Linked DNA regions of Columba livia: region 1 is linked to region 2. The links are chromatin contacts, called in public Hi-C maps. All regions are on one chromosome and are shown on one strand. Each heading gives the region's core, a stretch centred on a gene start, on an enhancer-like site or on the middle of the called end of the contact. The rest is flanking DNA. Distances are from core to core; before and after follow the strand shown.

Region 1 (6,816 bases), core at 2,785-5,284, 60 kb after region 2:
AGCTCCGACTTGTTCTCCTCCTCGTGCTGCAGTGTGAAAGGGTTTCTGAAAGCAAGAAAGAGGTACCCAACTCCGCAAAACAGGCAATGTTGATTAGCCCATTTTAAGATCCATTTCAGCAGAGGTATTTTAAAGTATAACTGCTGGAAATGGGTCTATTTTGTTCCTGTTTTCCTTGTGTTTAACTAGGTCTTCATGTTAAGTTATTGCTTCAGAGCAAGAGTTTTGATGGGACTGCAGCCTACATGAAATACATTGTTCTGGGTTTTGTTCTTAGTGTCTCTGCTCTCCTGTACTAGAGGAAATTGATCACGTCCTTCTGCGGAGCCAGAAAGTTCAACTGAACTGCAGTTTACAGGCTGTGACAGGCTCTAGTCTAAAAACCTTCACCTTGCTAAGGACCAGCCGACACCTCGGCGGGTAGAACACGTGTTCAGTAGAAGTGAGGGAAACACTTATACAAGACTCTGCTTTGTTCCATTCGCTGTCTTTTTTAAAGGGGCTGTATGTTTTATATACTGTAATATGTTGATTTGTGAATGAATTGGATGTTTATAAAGATATATCTCTGTAACAATTTAAAATATATTAGGATAGCAATAATTTTGTACAAAAGTACTTACCTTGGTGGTCTTGACAGTGGTTATACAGCCTTATAAATTAATTTATAAGTGGACTGATAAAATAGTAATGAGAGAAACTGTAAATTGAACAAAAAACTTATTTAACATAGTGAAAATACTGCTAATAAATTTTTAACAAATTTTATTGTACACAGGCAGATGTTTAACACATAACGGAATGTATAAATCCAGAGATTAATGTTATTCAGATTTTTTTAATGCATTGTATATATTTTTCATACCTAGTTTTTCCAAAAATGCTGTAATTTTTTTAAAGGCATTTTCCAGTTTTCCTGTTGTCAGACACGGTTCTTCAGGGATGAAAGACTTCTATGATTTTATAGGACAACAATCAATAAAATACTTTTAAATCTTTACTAAAAAAAGCTTCAGTTTTTCTTTAACAAATACTGTTAAACTGCAAGTAGTTTGGGTCATTCTTGTCAGAGGAATCACACCTGTTCTGTAAAGACAAACAGCCCCGTCCCGTGTCCACCTCGTCTGTCACAGACAGAGGTTACAGCGAAGCCCAGGAAGCTGGAGCAATGGCACTGAATCCAGGCCGAGGAGAGCAGCTCGTGTCTCACTCCCAACCAGCCAAGAACAAAAGGTTCTTCAAGGATCTGCGCTTTGGAGTGGAGCTGCATGAACAGCTTCCCAAACCCGAGGGGTTTGCACAGTGTGGTTCGGGTTTGGTTTGGTTTTGTAGCAACTCCACCATCTTTTCATTACCAAAAATGTTTCAACTGAGTTGCTCCAAGACAAACAATTCTGCAGCGGGAATCATCTGCAAAACCCCTTCCTTGCTTTCACGGACCAGCACACCCCCGCTGTCTCTGCCACCCGAGGACAACGAGGTGACACTAGTACCTCCTTTCCAATCAAACAGCCCAGCAGTGACAGAACAGAGCTGGGAGTTCGTCACTGGTAAATTAACTCTCATTTTTGCAGGGCTTGGAATGTGTACCCCTTCCTTACATAACTTCCCTCATCAGGTTTTGACAAGCTGACCAAAACTAAAAGGCCCTCAGTTCCCTGAACCAGAATTTCATTTTACATGCTGCAATTAAATATAGATTATTTAAGGTGTGCAGAAGCCGTGCAAAGTCCAACATGTATGTCTGGCAGCTAAACTGTGCAGATGAGAACCAGGAGCCCACCAAGAACCCTCCAGGAACCTGGTGCCCCCGGCCCGACCTGTCTCAGCATCGCCAAATGCTCACCCGACACCACTAAAGAACAGTTGTTAACACCGTACTTCTTTCTATCATCCCTGCAACATAACATACAGTACGTTTGTCTGCTGCACTCCTTTAAAAGTAATGCGCTAATGCAGTGTTGTTCTTGACTTTCACATCAAAGAATACATTTGTTCTCCATTATGCAAAGCTAATCGGCTGCAAACAAACTAGCAGAAGTAGGATCACTTTAAACAACCTACACGCCATGAGCCGCAGTCTTTGTGCAGCACCCTACTTACATGCACATACCTTAGCCGTATCTATAGAATATATTCACATGACCTTTCTCTTCTTGCGTATCCTGTTTCTACAGTAACACACTTAGTCAAAACAAGCAGAGGGAACACAAGTGCTAGAAACAAGCCCAGAGTGAACTCTGATGCCAAGATTGAGGAAGTCTTGTTTCCTCAAACGACAGAGACAGTTCTCAGTGGTGCTCTGAGCTCTGCAAAAGATCTTCAACAGCTCTATCATAACAACCACATCACTTGGGCAAACTGGAAATAACACGATGGTCAGGAAGAATTAATTACCACCAATGATTTCTGTTCTATTCCATAACCTGGAGCTCCAGAAGATGCTAGAAAATAACACATGGGCAGAAACAGCCTTTGTTAAGTGCACTATGAACTGTGGAGAGAAACATGCGTGATCTCTGGCCACCGCATCCAACGGGAAGTTTAAAGAGCTCACAGCAGCATTACCACATAGACTGTGTGATAACCCGCTGCTGTGGTTTAAGCTGCTCACGCCGCAGGAAGGGGAAGAGAATTGGAAGGGTAGAAGTGAGAAAACTTGGGGTTCAGATAAAGACAGTTTAACAGGTAAAGAAAAAGCCATGCGCACAAGCAAAGCAAAATGGGGGATTTACGTTGAGCCGTCTCCAGGAAAACGGGCTCCATCACACACATGGATGACCTGGGAAGACACCCGCAACTCCAAATGTCCCCCCTTGTCCTGCAGCTCTGGCTGCCGAGCAGCACGGCCCACAGCTGCTGGGGACAACCCCTTTGGGCAGCCGGGGTCACCCTCACAACGCCCCAAACGGCCCCGTTATCAACTCTTCACACCACAACGCGGCACAGGACTGCGCAGTAACTCCCCAGCCAAACCAGGACACCGAAAGTGGGAATCGGCTCATTTTCCAACTCAGGAACATGGAGGTTTTTGATACATTTATGCTTAAAAGGATTTGTTGAGCACAGCTGGGGAAAGTGTAACTAGTACCATTTTTTTTCACAACAGTCACATTATAATTAAGGCTGAGACCATACCAGCCCGTGACCTTTTGTTCTGGTGGAGGCCTCAATACCACAGCCCGATCCTCCACAATTTGGAGGGATGGCTATTTGAAAGAACTGCCATCCATATTTAATTTGTTCAACCTCTGCTGCTACTGTTACCATTTCTTTCCACCCTCAATGCTCTGAAGTAGAAATCTAGCCATAACTTAAGTACTGCAAGAAACCAAGAACAAAGACTACGACTAGTATCGCTTGCTAGTTTCTACGTTCTTCGTGACTTTAATCCAACCCTGTAGTCTCCCTGGCTTCTAATCCAACCATCCTGCCCCGAGAACCCGGGGTTTTGTGGCGCGGAGCAGCCGCCCCGCCATGTCCGCCCGTCCCCACAACCGCGGCTGCGGGCGCCATCTTGTGTCCTCCCGCCCCGCTGCACCTGCCCCAGCGCGCCGCCCTTTGTTCCCAACAGCGCCACAACAAGCGACATCATCGCCATTTCCTCGCAAACCGCCGCTAATTCAGTTTATTTCCCCCCGCGCTTTGATTCCGGGCTCACCTGCAGCTCCCGCCGGTCGCTCACCGCCGGTCGTGCGGCCCTGAGGTGGATGGAACGGCCGCCTCCGCGCGTACCCGATCCCGGGGGCCCGGGGGGACCGGCGGCCCCCGGGGGTCCCGCAGCCCCGGTGGGGTCTCACAGCCCCGGTGGGGTCTCACAGCCCCGCTCCTTCCCGCACAACCGGGCCGGGTCGGGGCGGGGGGGCCGGGCCGGGGCTCCGGCCGAGAGCGGTGGCGCCCAAGCCCGCTCCCGCGGCCGCGCACGAGGCTTCTGTTGCCTCCCCTCCTCAACGCAGCGCACCTGGGGCACAGCAGGTACTGACCCGAGGGGAGGCAGGCTGAGCTACATGAACCTTTCGCAGCTGTGCTGTGCAAATAATGAGCTTGGCGTCCTTGTTAACCCATGGAAAGCACAGAGTAGTCACTAACACTTATTTCTGCACAAAATAACTCCAACTGAGCAGTTCACAGTATTTCTCAAGCTAGTCACCTTACCTGAAATCCTAAACAATGTTCTCAGAGAGCTGGAAGCATTCAAAGCGTTAACAATTAGAACAGATGAAATAACACTGTAAATAAAAGACCTTTAATGTAATCCTATAACCCATACACGGACTGCTCTAAAAAGCCTCAGAAAGCAATGCAAGCTGGCAGTGCGCTCCACGACGACTGCTGACTGACCGCGGCTCCTGTAGCCTCAGATTTTTGTCAGTGGTGATGATGGATGGGCGCAGAAAATGAACAAAAACTAACTGAAGGGGATGAAAGGCAGAAGAGGAGGATATTTCTGAAGATTGTTTCCTCCCACAGTACAAATTGGAAAAGTGTTTTCAAGTTTAGTTTAATTAAGCTGTAATTGCTTTCTGTGGCACAGCTGGAATAACACACAGTATAACTATTCACCACCCCCTATTAAAAAAACTTCTTTTGAGATGTTTCTACCAATAGCAAGAGCAGTTCAGGTGTTATTAAGCAGTATTTTAGCAGGTTTCTTTGATATCTGTTACCTGGTGGGTAAAAAACCAAACAAACTACAGCAGACAAGAACCGTACATCAACTGACATTGCTAGCATTGCATCTTCCCTCGGAAAGCTACACTGAACACAGAATACCATGCATATACAGATATTACCGACTGTTTCAAAATAACTGGTCTTCAGTCTGAGGGCATTAGCAGCTTACCCTAGAAAAGTTTTTCCTTTAGCTAAATAAATGTTATAGAAAAAAAAAAACAAAACAAGAAACAAAACAAAAGAGGTGAAGGGGTTGGTTTTATGGATCCAGAAGGAACTGTGTCAACTATAGCGTTCGCTCTGGAACCGCGGAGCATAGTTCCTGGCACTTTCGTTCTCCTGTGTTGTGATTAAGTCTATAATAGCTGTCAGCACCGCCGTATCCCTGGATTTAACGTCATTCCAGTCCACGGGATGTGGGTTTTCTATTTTTTCCTGTAGAAGATCATCAAGCTCTTTTCTTAAATTCTGTAAAGAGTTTGTTGGAATGAAGAAAAAAGAAGATAAAAAAAAACAGAAAAGAGAAACGAGAAAAGAAAAAAGAGGCCATTAGAGCAACACACAGCATTACCACAGCACGTTCAAACCCCTTTACACCTGCTCTTCTGTCGACTCATTGCAGCGTTGCTGTCTTTGGGATCAAAAGCTGCTTCTCAAAAATGATCAGTTTTACCTGTTATGGCAGACGACAATCTCTTTAACAGGCTACGTGTCCCTTAGCTGGCTATTTCAGGATTAAGAATGTTTGACTTAAAGGAAGAAGCAGGTACGATTTCTAGGATGCAGTATCACACAAAGCTCCGGTCAGCTCCTCTCCCCTGGGACTCATCACCGCTGGCTGACAAGCCCCAGCCTCACGTTTCCACACCCCCGTGGACATCCCGTGGGCCGATCACAGAATCACAGATCAAGTAAACCTACAGCTTTTGCTATGGATGACTAGAGATTAAGCTCTTCAAATCTCTCACTGTAAAACACGTTTATAAATCCTTTAAATCCACCGTGCGACTCTTCCCTGAAGCTTCTAGAGTTTTTCAATATTCCCATGAATTTTTCAGCAGAGGCTGCGCCGACTGAAGAACATCACAGCCGCACTTCTGATGCCTCAACAGGGACACGCCCTCATTAAATCAATTACATCAGATAAATACATAAACCTGACTGCTCCTATGGGCAAACTATGGGAGTACACTGCTGTCTGCTCCTGCCCAGTTCACCACGGGATACAGACTGTTCAGAATGTTATTTTTACTACTGTGTGTTAACTTGTGTTCATCTCCACACCTTAAGCAGGTCTCTCGTTTACTTTGTGTACTTAAACTGCTTATTGGGAATACATTTAAAACATTATTATCTCCCTACAGTGAAAACTCTGTAGGTAGACAGTAATTTCAATATGCAGATACCTCTAAGAAGAATCAGTGTTACGCTAAGCCTTTCATACACTTGATTACCACACACAGTCACCTTAACTAAGTTGGCTATTCTTGCTGGAGACTGGAAAACAATCCACTCATCCACAGCGATGGTGTCCTGATCTTTGTCCTTCTGAATGGATATATCTCCTCCAAAGAACAAGAGACAGTATGGAGACACCTCCGTACAGTCATACAAGTAGATCTGCAAGACAACAAAATTGCCCAGTCACCCTTCAAAACATCTGAAATGGCTTCAGTAACCCTTAATGAAACTGCTAAGTTTCAGAATGTCATTATTCAGAGTCATTCACAAATTTGCAAGACATATCTGAAGCAACTCCTAAGTTACATGAAATCAGATTAAACAGGAGCAAAAACGGCTCCGGGTTCCATCACACAAGTGGTGAAATGAAACCAACTATTCTGTAACAGAGGGAAAAAAAGTTTCAGCATATTCAAAAGTACAACACTGGATTCAAAAACATAATAATAATGAAAAAATGACACCTGTCATTGCCAGAACCTTTCAAACAAACATAAAACCCCACCCAACCAAAAAACCCGTAAGTTAGTATAAATTATTTATGGAACAATACCACCAGTATGACAAAGAACAAAATCTGATGGCATGTAAAAGAAAGGACCCGAGACAGGAAGGCTGCAGACAAAGGCACTGCTCACGTCCCCTTCGAGCCCGGACCCAACCTGCTCCAAGAGCTACGGC
Region 2 (6,795 bases), core at 3,923-6,422:
ATGCTTACTGCATTTATTTTAATACTGGGTTTATTTCCTCTTTGGGGGTAAGCTTTAATTTTCACAGAATCATACCAGTTTGTCATAACACTGTCATCATAACATATCTCTAACTGTGGATTTTAATCAAATGCAATTAGAAAACAACTGGTTGAGGATAAATGGCAAGCTATGATGTAACAGGGACTATGAAAGCAGTGAGTTCTAGAAAGAGGGACCATGGGCCAGTCACTAGTTGCCTGAGCATCAAAAGCAATTTGATTTGGTGTTGTCCTGAGTAGCAAGGGCCAGTTTGCCCTCCATTTACTCACATGTGAATCTTTACTACAATAAGATGATGAATACCCTAAAAACTTGTTCACCAGTCAATAGTGAACCGGCTCTGAACCATTTCCGTGGCCCGGCTCTGTACAGCACTCGGGTACCTCCAGCGCAGAGCATCCGCACGCTGCCGTGTGCTGGCTGCAGAACAGCCCCTCTCTGCCGGGGACAGGAGCAGCAGTACCCGCCGGGCAGCTGGGGCTTTCGCTCCCCCAGCACGCTGCGAGTCTCTGAACTCTGCTGATTGTTCCAAGAGTCGTTAAAGGAAAGCTTTCCCCAGTGGAGGTCTGCAGAAAGGAGGCTATCGGAGAAGTCCTGGGCAGCGTTTGTGGTGGTTTGTGTTGGTTTGGGTTGGTTTCCCCGCTGAGCTCTGCAGCGGAGGTGCGGGTGACCGGGGCCGAGCTGCGGCGGCACCGTGCGGGCTTTGTGCCCACAGGACACGCTGCGCTGAGCGTGGCTGTGGGGTCCCTGTGCAAGCTCCCCTGGGCAGCCTCCGCGGGGCTGCTGGGTACCTACAGTGGCTTTCAGACAATAGTGCCATGTGAACGAAACACAGTGCTGCTTGGGAAGCATTTCAAGCCCCTCAGCTCTCCCATGGGCCGTGTCGTGCAATTCTAAAACCCGACATATGTTTCTGTGTTCATCTTTATATAGACTCTTCCTTTTATTGGGAACTTCTCCTGAGAGCGTCTGGTGTCTCCTCTCTGCTCCTTTTCTCCGTTCCCTTTTTGGTCCTTTATCTCTCACCAGCTGGGACAGGAGCAGGACGCTGCGCTGCCGGGGTCCCCAGCCGGGACCCTCCGCAGGTGCTGAGAGCAGCAGCTGTTTTGGGGCAGCAGGGCAGCCAGAACCAGCCCTTGGGTGGGAGGGAGAAGACAGCTGCAGGCTGGTGGGGGGTGGCTGCCAGCTGGGCTGAGGGAGCAGGGCTGCCCAGCCAGCTGTGCCTGCAGCTGTGGGTGGTGAGGGAGGAGACAGGAGGGGTGGGCCAAGCCTAAAGGGTAGTCCTTGCTCTGGTGATAAAGCGTGTCTGGATGCATGGCAGGGGAGCTGGAAGAGGGTAAACTCCCAACGGGTGTGCCAGAGAGCTCAAAACTGCCAGTAAATCTGGGATTGCTGGCAAACTCTTGCAGGGAGAGTGCTGGAGCAGCGCCTTAAACTGGGGCTGAATAAGGACAAGGGTATGGTGGGTTTATAAGTGGGTAAAACTTCTGATGGTTGGACTGAAGGAAAAAGTGTGTGTTGCCCTTAGTCTACAGTACAGATTCAAAGTACTCCCCGTTAGAAAACAGCAAGCCTAATTATATAAAGCTTTATCTGATGCTGACATCAATGGGATCTTTGCAAGAGTTTCAGTGGGCCTGAACCATTAAGTCTTCAGAGGAGGAACATGCAGGGGATTTTCAGGGACTCTTGCTGTTCTCCAGTGTTGTGTTTCCACCGCTCAGTGACTGGTGACTTCGATACTTTATATTTCTGCTAAAGAAAGTGTCTCCTTTGACTTCTCATTAGTTTAGTGCTGGAAGATGGACTGAGCAGAAAGTACTGCAAGAAAGACGAGGCAGGAAACTCCCATTTAATGGTTCTTGCATGTTTAACAAAGTGAACCCTCTGTAGGGGTTATTATGGTGTGAGCAGAGGGTGATTAGTGGTGACTCAGTGTAGGGGAAATAAAAAGTAGCTGTTTGCCACAAGTTCTTCATCATCCTCCAGCCAGAACAAATGGCAATTGCTGTAGTGCCGCTTTGTGGTGAAAACGAGAAACAGATACAAGAAAAATTCTCTTTACGCAGACACAGTCACTGAACAGAGGAGCTGAGGTTGTGAGCCGTGTTTCACAACCCGTCGCCCTCTGCGGCGAGCGGGGCCCCGTGTGCGAGCCGGGGCAGAACAGGCGCAGGCACCTTGGCCAAGGAGGGGACGTTCTCTGCTCTGGTGAACTTTCCGGCCTTCTGAGCCTGAGCACTTCCTTGGCTTCATCCTAATCTAAACCTGACTTTGATCCAAAGATCTTTTACACGGTTCCAGATATTTTTTAGGCTGTACCATGTTCTCAGTTGTAATTGGCTGAAGCTGTTAAAATCTCCAAGCAGGCCCTTGCATCTCGAGCAGGGCTCTGGGAGCCGAGCTGGCCCCGTGCAGCAGGTCCTGCTCCAGACCCGCGCTCTGGGGACGCGCTGTGGAAGATGTGACAGCGCTCGGCTGCGGCTCTTCTTGGTGGCACCGCTGGCAGGAGCAGTTACGGCACACAGGGAAAGCACGGCATTTGCTCTGGGTCCCAAACTAAGAAGCAAAAGCTTTTCAGGTTATTATATTCGTTTGAAACGGAAAAGATGGGCCAGGCTTTGTTCTCCATGCCCGTTGTACCACCTTCTCCTTTCCAGCTTTTACACCAGAAAGTATGTCTTCTGCATCTCCCAAGAGGATGAACTCCCCCATCCCCTGTGGGTGTCGATGCCGCCTGCTGCTGAGCCCACGCGTTCAGGTGCTGCAGCAGAGCGGGCCTTGCGGGGCCACCGAGACATTGCAGGCGGCTTCTAAAACAGTGAAGGAGGAATTCCCTGTTCTCACGGCATTCCTCTGCCTTCAGTGGTTTGATTGCCACTCAAGTCAAGTCTGTCTTTCAGAATAGATACCACATGTGTTGTTCTTTGTTTTATTACATTCTCTTCTTCCAAAGCATTCGCATGCTGTTTTGGGTAGATTCATGGCATTAGTGAGAGAAGTTCAGTGCATCGCCCTCTCCTCATGTCTCTTTCTTGCAGGGTTTCTCTTACCTGCTGATGCTTCTTCTGCCTTACAGCTCTTCAAAACCTGACTAACCCTTTGCCAGCATCCAAAGATCATCAGAGGAGCTGACAAAGGCATCATCACTTCCTTTGCTGTAATCTCCGCCTGGATATGACCTGACTGCCTTCAGCTAAAATTCTGCAAGAGTTGAGAAGGTGACAGATGCAAGAAATGCCACAGAGTTCAGAAGCTTTAGAGAAATAGTTAGTGCTGGAAATTGCAAATAGTATATTAGCATCGCTGAATGTGCTAATAGCTGGGCCGTGCCCTGTACTGTGCCCGGGGCAGCAGGTGGAGTTCAGCGTTTCTGTCCTGAGTGGGCAGAGGGCAGGAACCTGTGCCCCGAACCCGCTCCCTTGGCAGCACTGACCCCGCCGTGCCCGGGGGAGAAATGGGGGTGACAGAGCAAAACCAACTGGATTCAGCGCCCGGTTATTGTTCAAGGTGAGTGAGGAAGCCCACGTCACACTGGGTATTCTGTCTCACCTCTAGTTGTTGTGGAGCATGACTGTGGTACGGCAGGAGGATGGACAGGGAGGAGGCCTGGGTTTGACTGGCGTCTGAAACACAGGTGCACCTGCAGGCACAACTACACACTAAAGCTTCATAGAAAATGTTGTGCCGGGCTAGCAGAGGCACTCGCCTGCCTCAGCCCTCGCCTGCCTCAGCCCTCACCTGCCTCAGCCCTCACCTGCCTCAGCACTCGCCTGCCTCAGCCCTCACCTGCCTCAGCCCTCGCCTGCCTCAGCCCTCACCTGCCTCAGCCCTCACCTGCCTCAGCACTCACCTGCCTCAGCCCTCACCTGCCTCAGCCCTCACCTGCCTCAGCCCTCACCTGCCTCAGCCCTCACCTGCCTCAGCACTCACTGTGCCCAACGCTGAAATAGAACCTAAAATCCCACGCCCGAAACCAGCAGGGAAATGAATGAAACCTTCTGGAGGTGCTCACACGCAGCCCAGTCCACACATGGGCTGTACGGGAGCGCTGGCGGCTCCACAGCTGCTGCAATCACAAGATGAAATCAATCCGGAGCTACAGCTGCAGAAATTCCAGAAATTCCTGCTCGGCTTGCCTGCAATGCAAAGCAGGGTGTGAGCACAGGAGAACCAGCTGAATGCTCATCTCTCTGCTTCCTCCCAAAACCAGTGCTTGCTTTTCCTTAAAGAAAATCTGGTTTACCCTAAATTCATCAGAAAAGAGCAGATAATTGGGTGATACAAACAGTTGTAGCTCCATGGTCGCCAACAAACATTGATTTCTAGGGTAATTTCAGTGCGAAGAACTGCTGCTTGGTGATGGGCAGTGGGGTGGGTGGATAGTCAAGAGTAAGCAGTAAGATACATCATTACCTAGTGATTAAAATGCAGTATTAGTCATTGAATCCAGTCTGCTGGCTCTCATGCTTAATGACTTTCTGAATGTGTGTTCCCTGCCTGCAATTACAACTTCCCTGTTTTTCAAAGGTACCGTTGTTTGCGCCTTTCCAGAACTCTGGCAAAATGTACTTGGCAGTAAATGGTCACGGACTTGTCATGGCTCTTTTGGAGTTCCAGATGTTTTGCTTATTTTCAGGTCACACACACACACACTGTAGTTTAACCACGGAAAAACGGGCGTTTTTTTAACCTGTCATCTTTTAATCACTATCGGTTGGTGGATGACTGGAGAATTTATGAGACACAGCTGCAGCCCTCGGCTCCAGCGACGAGATTATATATAGTGCGGTGCAAAACCGACAGCCCGGCTGCGAACGCCGTGCAGTTGTTGCAGACATGTGCGTTTTTCTGAGGAGCCTATAACACAAACCCCTCTTGGATTTCTGGCACATCACTGGGCCTGTAAGTATTTCTGAGGTTAAAAATAAGATGAACAGCTCTGTCTAGTGGCAATTTCAATAACTGCATCAGAAGGTCCTTATTTCTAACAGAATTCAGCCCATGTGTGTTGAATCAAGTGAGTTTAAAAATAGCCGCTTGGTTTGCTCTTCACCACGGCAAACGTGCCGGTGCTGCTGGCGAGGCCCTGGGGAGACGTGGGGCCACATTCTGCCACCGGCTTTCTGCTCCTTCTTTTAGATGTGCTGCCTTTGTTTCATTTTGACCAAAGCAGTGAGCCCTGAGCCACGTCCGTCTGTCCGTCCTGCCAGCTGGTTGTGAGGCCTGGGTGTTCAAACCCGTCTCACGCTCACACGCTCCCCGTGTGGCCCAGATGGCGGCTTGGTTTGGGTTTTGTGCAAGTCCCGTGATACCTCTGCGTATTTCTCAACAAAACCGCTCAGATGGGTGAGTTGTTGTGGACCCTGCCAGAAACCGGGGGCGGAGGATCCCCCGCCCCACCCGTTAAGCTTTGGAGGGTCCCGTTTCAGCCCAGTGCTGGAGCAAAATACCCAGTTCCAAACTGGACGTGAATATTACCCACTCTGCAGAGAGATATGAGCTGAGACATGTGCAGAGGTTGCAGCCAACAGGTACATTCTCTCTGTGCTGTTTGTTTTATACAGTGAGTAATGCCCATATCTAATGATACTGTGTGTTGTTCATGATAGCCCTTTGAATAGCTTGCTAGCTTTCATTTAACCGCATGATTTTGGTACCATAAAATGCATTAGATGAGATACAAAATGGGAACAAACCCAGACAAATGAGCTGGTGGCTCTTCAGGTGACAGTTTTGATTTCTTTGCCTCCAAGGATGTGTCTGTGAGTTCATCCCAGGCTAATGAGACGCATCCGTAGATGTGCTGCGTGCCGTCTGTGCTAACCCCCGTTCTGTGTAAGAACATGGGAGTGCGCGCTGCTCCAGCCCAACCTTTGCAGAGACGTTGAGCTGCCAGAGAACTGAGATGTTGCCTGTGGCAACTTCAGATGGCGAGAAGAGCAGCAGTTCTTTATTCTGCAGCGTGCTCACAGGGCGTTCTCAGGCTTTCTGTGGCGTGCAGACACCTTTCCTACAGCGCTGGCTGAGATTGTGCCTGTGAACCAATTTTCACGGATTTAGACTGTGTCTCATTTTCCACATTGGTGTGTTGTAATAAAAGACTTGGAGAGCCTGCAAGCTTTAGGTAAAGATATTTTCATTAATAGATTCTTACACACGAGTTAGGAAAACAGTGATCTTGTATAATAAGATGAGTCTTTGAACAAACTGTCTCTGTTCCAGCGTAACTAGTTCAGTGTGATAGGTGATATTTTTTTCCTCTGGTGATCCATTCCTCCACATGGATGATACTGTACTGGTATAAATGGCCATAGGCAAACAGAATTTACTCCTCAGTTGAAAGTGATTCTACTGATACAAGCACTTTCACACCGCTAGGTTGCAGAAATTTTCCCTGAGCTTTATAGTACATGAAATATTCCAACACAGTCGAAGCAGAGAAACCTTTGGTGTGCGCAGAGCCGAGAACTGCACCTGAGAGGCAGCTGTGTGCGGGCTTTGCGGAGGTGTTACGGTGTCTGGCGTTCTGCTGGTCACTGGACTAATTCCAGATAATTTAATCCGTGAGTGCCGGGGCCAGCCCGCTCCTTCATCAGCGTGCAGCTCGGGTTTGTGCGGGCTGGCACAAAGGCAGGTGGCTGCTGTTCCACCTGCTGGAAGATGAAAGGGGACAGTAGACACCTGGTTTGCTGATCACCTGGATAGCCCAAGTTGTTGGATGCAAACAGTGTTGGCTCCGTGCCCTGAGGT

The links. Hi-C and Micro-C count contacts between places; a contact is called where the count stands out from the background.
Region 1: a Hi-C map of liver shows a contact between it and region 2, with 3 times the contacts expected there. The contact joins two enhancer-like sites. A contact is called at or near these places in 2 of 2 Hi-C or Micro-C datasets (crop and liver).

The regions. Positions count from the first base shown.
Region 1 is chr9:935,472-942,287 of bColLiv1.pat.W.v2, forward strand. DHX36 (DEAH-box helicase 36) reads right to left here. Exons shown (of 25, transcript XM_065073373.1): 24 at 6,142-6,294; 25 at 4,225-5,142. The coding sequence ends at 4,957. ARHGEF26 (Rho guanine nucleotide exchange factor 26) reads left to right here. Exons shown (of 14, transcript XM_065073375.1): 14 at 1-1,009. Among named protein-coding and RNA genes, the nearest start is that of DHX36, 21 kb to the right of the region's middle. Within about 2 kb of position 4,035, at least 3 of the 3 cell types and tissues checked have an H3K27ac peak away from gene starts, as active enhancers do.
Region 2 is chr9:874,174-880,968 of bColLiv1.pat.W.v2, forward strand. It overlaps LOC110362372 (a long non-coding RNA gene), which reads left to right. Exons shown (of 4, transcript XR_002419699.2): 4 at 3,122-4,490. Among named protein-coding and RNA genes, the nearest start is that of ARHGEF26, 18 kb to the right of the region's middle. Within about 2 kb of position 5,173, at least 2 of the 3 cell types and tissues checked have an H3K27ac peak away from gene starts, as active enhancers do.